Linked DNA regions of Rattus norvegicus: region 2 is linked to region 1. A link is a contact called in public Hi-C data. All regions are on one chromosome and are shown on one strand. Each heading gives the region's core, a stretch centred on a gene start, on an enhancer-like site or on the middle of the called end of the contact. The rest is flanking DNA. Distances are from core to core; before and after follow the strand shown.

Evidence for each region. A called contact is a pair of places that touch in the nucleus more often than the background predicts.
Region 2: a Hi-C map of the A7r5 cell line shows a contact between it and region 1, with 2.2 times the contacts expected there. The contact joins the promoter of Preb here to the enhancer-like site in region 1. A contact is called at or near these places in 4 of 12 Hi-C or Micro-C datasets (the A7r5 cell line, kidney, liver and 1 more) and 1 of 1 datasets of contacts at active chromatin or transcription factors (oligodendrocytes).

What each region holds. Positions count from the first base shown.
Region 1 is chr6:31,099,228-31,105,398 of GRCr8, forward strand. No RefSeq gene overlaps it. Among named protein-coding and RNA genes, the nearest start is that of Tcf23, 24 kb to the right of the region's middle. Within about 2 kb of position 3,129, at least 14 of the 93 cell types and tissues checked have an H3K27ac peak or open chromatin away from gene starts, as enhancers often do.
Region 2 is chr6:31,135,208-31,141,376 of GRCr8, forward strand. Preb (prolactin regulatory element binding) reads left to right here and starts at 3,550. Exons shown (of 9, transcript NM_001170708.1): 1 at 3,550-3,854; 2 at 4,398-4,587; 3 at 4,838-5,058; 4 at 5,232-5,312; 5 at 5,420-5,544; 6 at 5,713-5,886; 7 at 6,031-6,103. The coding sequence starts at 3,720. It overlaps Prr30 (proline rich 30), which reads left to right. Exons shown (of 3, transcript NM_001170709.1): 2 at 30-80; 3 at 524-2,327. The coding sequence starts at 882. The coding sequence ends at 2,087.

The DNA of each region.
Region 1 (6,171 bases), core at 1,879-4,378:
CTGTAGCTATCTTCAGACATACCTCTGAGCCATCTCTCCAGCCCCGCCTCCCCAGAATACTTTTTAGCCATGTGGTGGTGGTACAGGCCTTTAATCTCGGTACTCAGAGGCAGAGGCAGGTGGATCTCTGTAAGTTCGAGGCCAGCCTGTCTGTAGCGCAAGTTCCAGGACAGCCAGGGCTACAAAGAGAAACCCTGTCTCAATTTCACTGTGCTAAATAATGATGGGACAGAAACTACCCTCCCCCAACACACACAAACACACACAAGAATGAAGGAGAAACTACTTTTCCTGGGTGGCCTAGAACCAAACACAAGTGGCTTTCCATCTTATCTCGGCTGTGATCTTTGCTCTTGAGTTTCTGACAGTCTCTAAGAGCCCTTGCTCTGTCTGGATTGTCCACAGGGGGTCCCCAATACCAAAATATGGATGACACTAACCTTAGACTTCCTTTGTGCTGTAGCTGACAACCTCCAAGGGGCAAGCAGGCCCAGATGTAGGACATTTGTTTAACTTGAATTATTGTTCTAAGATTTATTTTCATTTACATGCACGTGCATTTGTCTGGGTGAGTGTGTGTGCAGGTATCCACATGGGCCAGAAGAGGGCGCTGGAACCCTGGGGCTGGAATTAATTCAAGGTGGTTGTTAACATGGGACAGCTGAACCCGGGACTTCTGAGGTAGAAGCAAAGAGAACTGAAGCTTGCTTGTTCTAGATCTGGGCTCTTCCACTGTTTTCTCTGAAGACCTCCCCCTTTCTGTAGCTGCTGTCAGACCTCCACTGCTGATCCTTACTCAAAAGGCTTCACTTTCTCTCCATCCCCCGACTCCCAGCAGCTGTTGTAAACCTCTAGACCTGAGTGCTGGGGATGGAACTCCAGGTCCTCTACAAGAGCAAGAAGTGCTCCACAGTCTCTGAGCCATCTCTCCAGCCCCAGTGTGCTAGCATTTTACGACCTAGATTTACACACAGTGGCACTGAAATATATGGGCAAGGAGAATCATCAGACACTTTCCCCCCTACAAAAATAAATTGGGGGGGGGGAGCCTAGCTCAGACAGGGCTCTTGCTTGCAAGCAGCAGGTGTAACTGGTTGAAGAGTTAAAAATCTGTTTATTATGAAGATAATTCTTGGAAGGACAGAAGAGCAGGTTCAGTGCTGACCCCGTAAATAAAGCTATAAACCACATTCAGAAATAGCCTGATGAGTAAAAGGTCCAGAACATCGTCCTGGGCCCAAGAGCTCCAGGCCATCATAAGCACAGACACTGGGAACTTGGTTGCCGCTCTTAATGGTGCCAGCTCTGCTGACTGTGCAGGAGGTGCTCACATAAACCCTGTGGCACCTTTACCAAAAAAATGGAGGCCCTGGGGTTGGGGATTTAGCTCAGTGGTAGAGCGCTTGCCTAGCAAGTGCAAGGCCCTGGGTTCAGTCCCCAGCTCCGGAAAAAAAAAAAAAAAGAAAGAAAGAGAGAAAGAAAGAAAGAGAGAAGGAAAGAAAAGAAAAGAAAAGAAAAGAAAAGAAAAGAAAAGAAAAGAAAAAAATGGAAGTCTGCATAGAGTCTCCTTCCTCTGGGTTCTACTTCTGTTTCAGCCAAGGACTCTGGGTGCAGATGGGCAGTGGAAGGGTTTGCAGCTAAGGTGTGCTAGGAGTGCATGCCTTTAGTCCCAGCACTCTGGAGGCAGAAGCTGGTGGATCTTCATGAGTTCAAGACCAGGCTGACCTGCAGAGTAAGTTCCAGGACAGCCAATGTTACACCGAGAAATGAAACAAAACACCCAAGTAAACAAAACAAAAGCAAAAACATTAGAAGTGTTCAGAAAGAGCTGGCCAGCCAGAAAACATGGACTCTAGACTGTCAACAGGAGTTGGCTAATACGCTTTTTTAAAAATTATTTTTATTTATTTGTTTGTAGATTTTATTGGGGCTTTTTTGTTTGTTTTTGCTTTTGTTTTTTGAGATAGGGTTTCTCTGTGTAGCCCTGGCTGACCTAGAACTCACTCTGTAGATCAGGCTGGCTTTGAACTCACAGAGATGCACCTCCCAAGTGCTTGCATTAAAGGTCGTATGTGTCAATTATGTGTGTCCCATGTATGCAGGAGCCCACGGAGGCCAGAAGAGGGCTCCAGTTCTCCTGGTTCCAGATGGTTGGGAGTCACCCAATGAGGGTGCTGGGAGCCAAATCCAAGTCCTCTGGAGCAGTGAGAGCTCTTAGTCTGTAGCCCTGCCTCATAGGCCGTGACACACCCACTCAGTAAAACACTATGTGTCCCAGGCTGGGAGACCTTTCATCTGGAAAGAACAATTTCCATGAAGCCAGATAACCTGAGTTCAATTCCTGGCATCTGCTTGATGGAAGGAAGACCAAGCTTCCACAAATTGTCCTCTGGTCTCTGGCACGTGTACCCGCACACATATGCAAACACACTACATAGATAAATAACTGGTTTTTAAAGGAATGCTATGCATTAGTTTCATATACCCATCTCTGATCACTCACCCCCCAGAAAATGGAATTCTAAGGCTAGGAATATAACTCGCTTTTCTAGTTCATATCAAACCCTGGGTTTCATCTCCAGCACTTAAAAACAAAACAAAAACAAAAGCAAGCAAACAAAAAACATTTACAAGGAGCTGTGTATAAGTGCATGCCTTTCCCAAGGCCTACACAACTCTGGAAGCATACACAAAAAAGGATAACCTAAGAGGGGAGGGGGAGAGGGAAGTGTGGTTGGCACACAACGTGTAAGAGAAGAAAACAAACTGATAACCTGTGGTTGCTTCCGAGAAGGAGAGAAGGAAAAGCTGTGGAGTTGTTGACATGAATTCTACACCTGCAGGTGTAACTGTGACAAACACATTAAAGTAAAAACACTCCACAAACATCAAAACTGTTTTATGAAACACTCCACGCTGTGATCAAAAGAGAAAGCACAGACACCATAAAAGGTAACCTCGGGGTCACCAAACCCAGCCTCACTCGAGGCTGAAGGTCCCTCTTTCCACACCCGCAGTTGTTAAATAGCGTCCACTCATGCCTCCATGCTGGCCTGCCTGCCTAGCACTTCCTGGTATAGTCAGTTCAGCTCTCTAAAGCTGTGGATGACCTTGAAGACACAGAGAACGGGTAACAAAAATAGCTAACCCGTTTGAGGAAGCAAATCTCTCTCACTCTTACGCCCTCACAGTCTGGAGAGTTGCTGTTATTCCTAAAGTGTGAGGACCCACACAACAGCCACAGGCAGGAAGACCTCACAAGGAAAGCGCCCTGCCTATGGCTGGGTAAGGTTTTTTGGCTGAGTTCAGAGCCTGCTCACCGCAGGCCAGTTAACACCTGCTGACCCAGCTCCCTCCCGTTTCTAGTCAGCTGAACTGCTTAGGGTGTGGCCAGCAATCAGGGAAAGTGCTTCCCACAGTGAGGAGATTCAGTATGTCACAGAACAAAGTGTCTCCGGGAGAGAACCTCAGAACTGCTGAACTATGACAGACAGACAGACAGACAGACACCTGACTTACTCTCTGACTTTATCAGGATTTTCTCTCCTAGTGACAAGATGGCCCCTGCAGTGCCTAAGACCCTAAGGTCACTGAAGGCAGGAAGCCTCCCACAATGCACTTGTTTCTTCCATTCTAACTTTAATCTGGAGAAAAGTCTTTCCCAGAGGCCCCCAGTGGATTTCTCCTCAGCTCCAGCAAGCTAGATTTGTGTTCCGTGCCCACACCTCAGATCCATCCCTCACAAAGGGTGAGGACTCTTTGACCACCTCATAGTTCATTCTTAGTGCCTGAGGAAGAGGACTTCCTCCTCTCTCCTCCCCTCTTGTCCCTTTCTCCGCTGCTTCTCCCCTACCCTTCTATTCCTTTCTCCCTTCCTCTTCTTTCCCTCTGTCTGACAGTTTTGCTATGTATCCTAGGCTGGTATTGAACTCTTGATCACCCTGTCTCTGCCTCCTGAGTGCTAGGACTACAGGTGTGCACTGTCACGCCCGATTTCCCTATTTCTTGTTTATCTGACATTCAGTTTTAACTGGATACTCTGTATGTTTTTCCCTCCTTGCTGTATTGGGGATCGAACCCTAGGCCTTGTTCATGCTAGGCAAGCCCTCCACAACTGAGCTATATCCCACCTTTGTACCCTATATTGTAATTGCTAAACGTGGCGGCCCCACTGGGAGACATACCCAGCCTTTCTGAGCCATTGTGGGACCACACCTGACAACCAGAGTTCTGCTGGCAGAAAGGCTGTAGGGCCAAATAGCAATCAATATGGCTGGCCTTGCCTCACAGGACTGTCTAAATCATCAGTCAAGAAAGCTCTGCTTGGGATAGCTCCGTGGGTCACAGCACTGACATCCTGCGTTTGATCCCCAGGACCCACAGGTGGAAGGAGAGAACAGACTCCTCCAAGTTGCCCTCTGACCTCCACACATGTGTTATGGCATGTGCACGTGCACTCAAATACACACATGTGCACACAAGGCAAACGAACAAATGTAATTTTAAAGAGGCAAAGCTCTGACCTAGAGGGTCCAGACTTTTGATAAGCATAAAAGTGATGGGGTGGGGAGGGAATGTGGGAGTGAGACTTAGAGACAGGTGGGTATTGAGAGATCCAGAGATCCAAAATCACAAACTCTGTAGCCCAGGCTAGCCTGGAATTCAGTATGTAAATAAGATTGGCCTCAAACTCTCAGCAGGCTCCTCCTACCTCAGTCTCCCAAGAGCTGGGATCCCACGTTAGCGCTGTGACATTTAGTCAAGATCACAGTTTTATATCACAGGATAAAACCCAAATTCTCGGGGCCAGCTGGTGACAATGTACAGTGACAGAGTTTTTAAATATGATCTGTGTGCAGGGCACAGTACATTGCAGCTGTCACTTGTGTGATCTGAAGCCTTGAACAGCGTCGCTCGATGTCGTTTGGCTCTGGCACACCTGCAGAGTGGGGTACCTGCCACCTCTGGAGACCCTGGTGACTCTGTAGAAGACTTGGTTGAGTATTCTGGTCTCTTCCAAGCCCACTCAGGATAGATCAATGTGCCAAAGAAACGGTGGGGGAGTGGGGATGTTGTCTGGGGAGTTGGTACTGTTTCAGGACTATTTTAAGCCTTTTTTTTTCTACAGAGATAATTATATCTCCGGGTTCTGATTATAGACTGTGAATACGGAATACTTGGTACCACTCATGGACAGACTCAAACCCACAACTCCTTTCCATGGGCGGTGAGCGGCCCATATGGGCACAGTTCTGGGAGGGGCAGGGGAAAACCACTTGTTTGTCAGACCCCATGAACTCTGGCCCTCAGCCCAATCAGCACTGGGAATTCTGACTGCCAGATGGGAAGCCACGTGACAACGCTACTTAAAAAAAGTGTCACCCTGGGGACAGAAAAACATCTAATGGTAAACACCTTTATTTTCTGAGATAGGCCCAATAACCTGGGTCCAATAACCTGGGTCCATAGAAAACCCTTTCTTTCTTTCTTTCTCTCCCTCTTTCTTTCTTTCTTTCTTTCTTTCTTTCTTTCTTTCTTTCTTTCTTTCTTTCTTTCCTTCTTTCTTTCTTTCTTTCTCTCTTTCTTTCTTTCTTTGTTCCTTTGTTTCTTTCTTTCTTTCTTTCTTTCTTTCTTTCTTCCTTTCTTTTAAAAAAGATTTATTTACTTTTTGTAAGCACATTGTATCTGTCTTCAGACACACCAAAAGAGGGCATCAGACCCCATTACAGATGGTTGTGAGTTGCCATGTGGTTGCCGGGAACTAAATCCAGACCCCAACCCCTTTCTATTTATTTATGGGAAATAATATCGGTCTTCTAAGCTGGATCTATGACGGAGACTAAAGAAGAGCTGATTTGGGCTGGAGAGATGGTTCAGTGGTTAAGAGCACTGACTGCTCTTCCAGAGGTCCTGAGTTCAATTCCCAGCAACCACATGGTGGCTCACAACCATAATGAGATCCACTGCCCTCTTCTGGTGTCTGAATAAGGGGGGTTGGGGATTTAGCTCAGTGGTAGAGTGCTTGCCTAGCAAGTGCAAGGTCCTGGGTTCAGGCCTCAGCTCCAGAAAAAAAAAAAAAAAAGAGAGAGAAGAGCTGATTTATGAGGTGGTCTATACCTGCCAGCCAGTATGCAGAAGAGAGAGGTGTAAACACCAGGAACTCAAGGCCGT
Region 2 (6,169 bases), core at 2,300-4,799, 36 kb after region 1:
CTGTTTCGTGACTCTGCTTTCTCTTCCAGGTCCCCTATTTGGTGAAGTGTCTTTCGAAACGGTGGAAGGAAAGCACACTGGTAAAGCACTGTCTATTACCCTCCATTCCTTTCCCATCTTGGCCCTCCCTGCTGCCCATTTCCCCTCAATCCTCCCTCCTTCCAGCCATAATCTCCATTTTCCTAACCTCCCCTAGAGCACCTTCCCAGATTGACTGACTTCAAAGGTGACAGACTGCTAGTGTCTTTGTTGTTTTGAGACAGACTCATGGAGCCCAGGCGAGCCTCGAGCTCCTTATATTCCCACTGGGATTACAGGCTTGTGCCAGCATGTCCCACTGACATGGTGTTGGGGATCATACCAAGGACTTCGAGCATGCTAGGCAAACAATCTACCTGCTGTGCTACACCCAAAGTCCTCACACCGAGGGTCTCAAGTTCACACCCGAAATGAGCACCAGAAGCAGAATCCAGAAGTGGACCAACCACCCCCGACATTTTGACCCCTGTCTTTTTCTCCACAGGTCCTACAGACTGTGTTTTCTTCCTCCTGATTCTCCCCAAATAGTTACAGTTGTCCCTCAGCTCCCCAAGGACAGCTCACATTCTCCATACATCCCTGGCGAATGGCTAAGGGAAAGTGAAGAGCCAAGCTTAGATGCAGGCTCTGGACTGAGCACGCCACACCCAGGTAGAGAGGCTGCGTGTCCCCTTGGTCTGCTGCTGATGCCTGCAGAAGAACGAGGCTGCTGTGGCCACACTGTGCACAGAAGGCAGCCTTGACCACCAGCCACAGCTGGCGTCAGAGATCCTCACGCTGACTCTTAGATCTCTACTCACTGGTCTTGTTGCCCCAACCACTTCTCTCCTGGATTCAAGGCAATGTTGCCTCAAAACAAGGACCAGGTGCTGCTACAGAACGCAGTACCCCCAGGGTGTCCCCCTCAGGTCCTCTCGCAGTTTGTCGGCTCCCCTCCACCCAACCTAGCATCTCTTGCTTCCCATCAGACCATCCCTTCTCCCCACCTTCCTTTGCCCACCACCACACAGACTTATTTATTCTCTTCTCTGACACAGACCCGCTCTCCTGGGCCTCACTTATACTCTTCTGACTCAAATTCTGACTTTGTTCCTCTTCCCTACTCTTCCTCTCTCCCAAGATCCTCTTCTTGCTTTCGCACAAACTATACTGTCTTTGGTGAAAAACACCCCTCCCCACACTCCACCTCTCCCTCGAACTATCAGCTCTGTCTCTCTCCACCTCTCACCAGCTCCTCCTCTCTTTCCCAGCTACAAAATTCCTCTCCTCACCCCTGCCAGTCCCCTTCCCACCTCCAGGACTTTCAAAGCTCCACGATCACTTCCCCTAGCCCCGGTGTACCTTCTCGAGGGATCCAGAGTCACAAGCAAGCATGGCAGTGGCCTCAATCCAAAAACATCAGGTCCTCTGGGGTGGCAAGGGGATGTGTGCCAAGCAAGGTGGACCCTGCAGAATTCAAGGACCCAGGGGCCCTCGCCCAAGCCCTGGTGGTCCATGTGGGGCACCGCAGAATTGCACGAGACCTGCAGCTACAGTTTCTGCAGCGCCTGTGGCTAGGCACAACCGGCCCAGCTCCAGTCGTGGAGTACCCCATATGTCTAGTGTGCCTCCAGCCCCGCACCCCATCTTGCCCCACCCCCAAGTACAAGACTGTACCCCGGCTGCTTGCCTTCCCTCAACTACTGCCCTGTGCCCAGGGCCAGGAACCTGGACCTCTCCGAATAGGCATTGGCTTCGGCCTCCGCCTGCCCCGGGGCCAGGCCAAGGCATTGCATCTACTGCCAAAGAAAAATCCAGAGGGAGCAGGGTCTCAGGAAGAGGTCCTCCAGAGTCAAGAGCCTGCAACCCAGGCATCAGTTCAAATCACCGGCACACTCTTCCAGGCCGGGAGTCTCCGGTCTGTAAACCTTCAATCACCAAAGCCCAGCCAGTGTTCCAGGCCTCTACTTCAGGCACCAAGACAGGCCAGCGCGTCCCCAAAGTCCAGGCCTTCTGTCTCAAAGAGGTCTGTGCCCCTAGGGTCTACTCTTCGAAAGTCGCCATCTTAATTCCAGAGCAGCGGAGACCCTCTGGAACACCCCTTCCAAATCCTACCCTCCCTACCAGGACTTCTCAGACCTTGGGAAGCCACAGAGACACCTTGAAGGGCTGGCTGGCCGGAAGCCAGGTGTGTTCTCCTGCCCTGAACCCTGGGAACCCCTTGTGGAGTCTGCTTTCCCCTAGTTGAAGAGACCAGAGGCCCAAGGCCTCATTCAGCCTTCAGTGTATCCAATAAAGCCTAACCCTGAGAATCTTGTGCTGTGTCTACTATGCCCACAGGATGGAATTGATGGCTATGGGATAAAGCCAGTCTCACAAAAGGCTTGGGGGACTGAGGGATTAAGGATTAAGGTCACCAAGTGCTACGCACTTGAGTACACACTAGTACCTGAGACCCTTAGAGACCTCTACAAGGTTCTTGAGTTTAATTCAAGTCTATGGACAGATAATTAGAATCAAAGATTAGGCTAATGGGTCTATTTCTCCAGGGAGAAGCCTGGGTTGACAAGGATGTAGCAAATCATTTTCCTCACAGGAAAGGAGATTGCTAGCAACGTATTCGTACACAGGTATCCCATGCACAGATCGGAAACTAGAAGGCTCCTTCAGAAGAGCTAGAGATACTGTCTTAGTGTCACAATTGTAACTCCAGTTCCAGGGGATACAACGCCCTCTTCTGTCTTCAGTGGATACACACACACACACACACACACACACACACACACACACACACACACGGGGGCGGGGGAGGATAGGAGGAAAAAGGAAAAAGGAGAGGAGAGGGGAGGAGAGAGGAGAGGGAGGAGAGGGGAGAGGAGAGGCACATATGACAGCACATAGAAGACACCTGTCGGGGAGCAACCGCCACGTAACTTCTGTGTTCCAGAAGTGGACGTCAATGGGGTTGGGGATTTAGCTCAGTGGTAGAGCGATTTCCTAGGAAGCGCAAGGCCCTGGGTTCGGTCCCCAGCTCCGAAAAAAAAAAAAAAAAAAAAAAAAAAAGAACCAGAAGTGGACGTCAAGTCGTAAGAAAGGGTCCAATCAGCCGCGGAGGACAGTGTCAAAATGGGTACTGAATTCTTCATATTAGGATATTAGGAAGCAGTGAATCTGTTTTGGGGAGTCTGCCCTCGCCGTGAGCCGGGAGAAATCACTTCCTCCCAGGAGTAACACATAAAGGCCCCGCTTGTACGAGTCTGTGTATCTCTCCTGAAGTGGGGGCCGTCCCAGTCCGAGAACTTTTTAATTCAAGATTTACTGATCTTCAGTAGTCTCTTCCAGTCCCACCTCCCACGCCCCACACAAAGATGGCAGCTACGCCGTCATTCGAGGTTAGGAACCGGATCCGAAGCCAGGGTTCCGTGACAGCGCGTCCCGCTAGTGCTGACGCAGATTGGCGTACTGCGCTTGCGCAGAGAGAGCCCAGGAGCGCGGCGCGTGCGCACTGAACGCCTGCGAGACCCAGTCGGTCGCGCGAGCGCAGATCGGCTACCTGCGGTGATTAGAGTGGTGGCAAATCCACAGTGCTGAGAGGGGTCGCCAGTCTTCCGGGAAACTGTAGCACCAAGTTCCGCAGCTTTTGGAGGCGGGGCGCGGCATGTCTTGGGTTCCTCCGGGCTGGCAGTGAACGTGCGGGCAGGATGGGCCGGCGCCGGGGTGTGGAGCTGTACCGGGCCCCGTTCCCGTTGTACGCGCTTCGGATAGACCCCAAGACTGGACTGCTCATCGCTGCGGGCGGAGGAGGAGCTGCCAAGACCGGCATAAAGAATGGCGTGGTGAGAACGCAAGGCCACTGGGAACAGGTTATACCGTGGCCGAGGGCGATTCCAGGGTGGCCGGGGGATGCAGAGGTGAGCCGTACCCCTGCTTTAGACCCTGCCCATTTCTAGTGAGAGCACCCCGCATTGCCGCTCGGGTGCTGGTTCCACCTGAGCAGAGCGGTTGAGACAACCAAAATTAGACTGAAAGCTGTGCAGGTCTGCGAAGCCTGGACTGTCCATCCACGCCGGATTACGGGAGCTGGTCCAGGGCTCTTACTCTGTCTGGCCTTTTCCAGGAAGGCACATTGTCTGTCCTCAAGCAGCTGGAGACTGGATTCTTTTCTTTCTGTAAACCGGACCTAGTAATCTAAGCCCTGCTTTGCTGTGCGAATCGGGAAGCTCCAATAAGAGAATAAAGCTCTAAGCAACAACAACCAAAACAAAACAAACAAAAAAACATGAGCTGGAGGTGCGGGAAGCAAAGGCTTCAACTGAGACTAGGACACAATGTGACTTCCGGAGCTGGCCTGAACTTTGCCCACTTTGGTTCCCTCACAGCATTTTCTGCAGCTAGAGCAGATCAGCGGGTGCCTGAGCGCCTCCTTGCTGCACTCTCATGACACGGAGACAAGGGCCACTATGAATTTGGCGCTGGCTGGTGACATCCTTGCTGCTGGACAGGATGCCCAGTGTCAGCTTCTTCGTTTCCAGATCCATCAACAGAAGGGCAGTAAAGCAGAGAAGTCAGGTGAGGAGCTTTGGGAAAAGTCGTTCTAAATCTTAGTCTCTAAAACCGAGAGGTTAGATGTGGGGTGATGGTAACATCAAAGCCTGTCCTCGGGTCAGTAGGGGATTGGCACTAGGATTGGTGCATACCTGTAATATCAGTGCTTAGGAGTACAGGCAAGAGGATATTTAAGGCTAGCCTGGGGTACCTAGCAAATCCCTGTCTTAAACAACAAAGAAGTCTGGATCCTGGGAAATTGTTTGTGTTGCAGGTTCCAAGGAGCAGGGGCCTCGGCAGAGGAAGGGGGCAGCTCCAGCAGAGAAGAAATCGGGAGCGGAAGTTCACCCGGAAGGGGTTGAGCTCAAAGTAAAGAATTTGGAGGCAGTACAGACAGACTTCAGCACTGAACCGCTGCAGAAAGTTGTGTGCTTCAACCATGATAACACCCTGCTTGCCACCGGAGGAACTGACGGTCATGTTCGTGTCTGGAAGGTGTGGTTTTAGGGGCTTGTGGGAGGGGTGAGGGTCAGTTGCAAGAGCACCAAAACTGTGAAAATCTGCATATGCATTCTGTGAAATTTATGAATGGCCACTGGGTTAAGAGGGATGGGGATCGCAGTGTTCTTGCTGTCTGGTCGGTAACTGTGGTACTGTCTTGGCTGTAGGTACCTAGCCTAGAGAAAGTTCTGGAGTTTAAAGCCCACGAAGGGGAGATTGGAGATTTGGCTTTGGGTCCTGATGGCAAGGTGAAGAGGTGGGGGGGTGTGGGGCGCTGGTGCAGAAAGGGGGAGCCTATGGGCGGCTTGCCCAGTGTGTGGATGTCCTAACTGTCCATCTTTGGGATCCTCCCCAGTTGGTTACTGTGGGCTGGGACTTTAAGGCCTCCGTGTGGCAGAAGGATCAACTGGTGACACAGCTACAGTGGCAAGAGAATGGACCCACCTCTTCTAACACACCGTACCGCTACCAGGCCTGCAGGTGTGCAGGTCCCAGGGTGGCTGGCAGGCACACCTCATTGGGGAGTGGGAAAGGACCGAAGGAGCTGGGGATGGCTGGAGTCTTATTGGAGGTTGTTCCAGGGGTGACGGGGTGCAGGGCACAAACCTGAGGGCTGACAGGAACTGAAAGCCTTTGCCTGGCCTCTAGGTTTGGGCAGGTTCCAGATCAGCCTGGTGGGCTGCGACTCTTCACAGTGCAGATACCCCACAAGCGCCTACGACAGCCCCCACCCTGCTACCTCACAGCCTGGGACAGTTCCACCTTCTTGCCTCTTCAGACCAGGTCCTGTGGCCATGAAGTCATTTCCTGCCTCACTGTCAGGTGTGAAGTCCTACTGCTTGGTTGGATGGTGGGCGCCTGAGGGAGCCGGGGAATGAGTTCTGACTCAGTCTCTTGAGGACCACTACTGGGGGAAAGGAGGTTTCCGCACAAGCTCCCAGAACAATGAATCCTTTGTTGTTACAGTGAATCGGGTACCTTCCTAGGCCTAGGCACGGTCACTGGCTCTGTCGCCATCTACATAGCTTTCTCTCTCCAGGTAATGGTAGTGGTTGGCACAACCCTATGGGAGGGTTACAAGCTTACCCTGTCCTGATTAAACAGG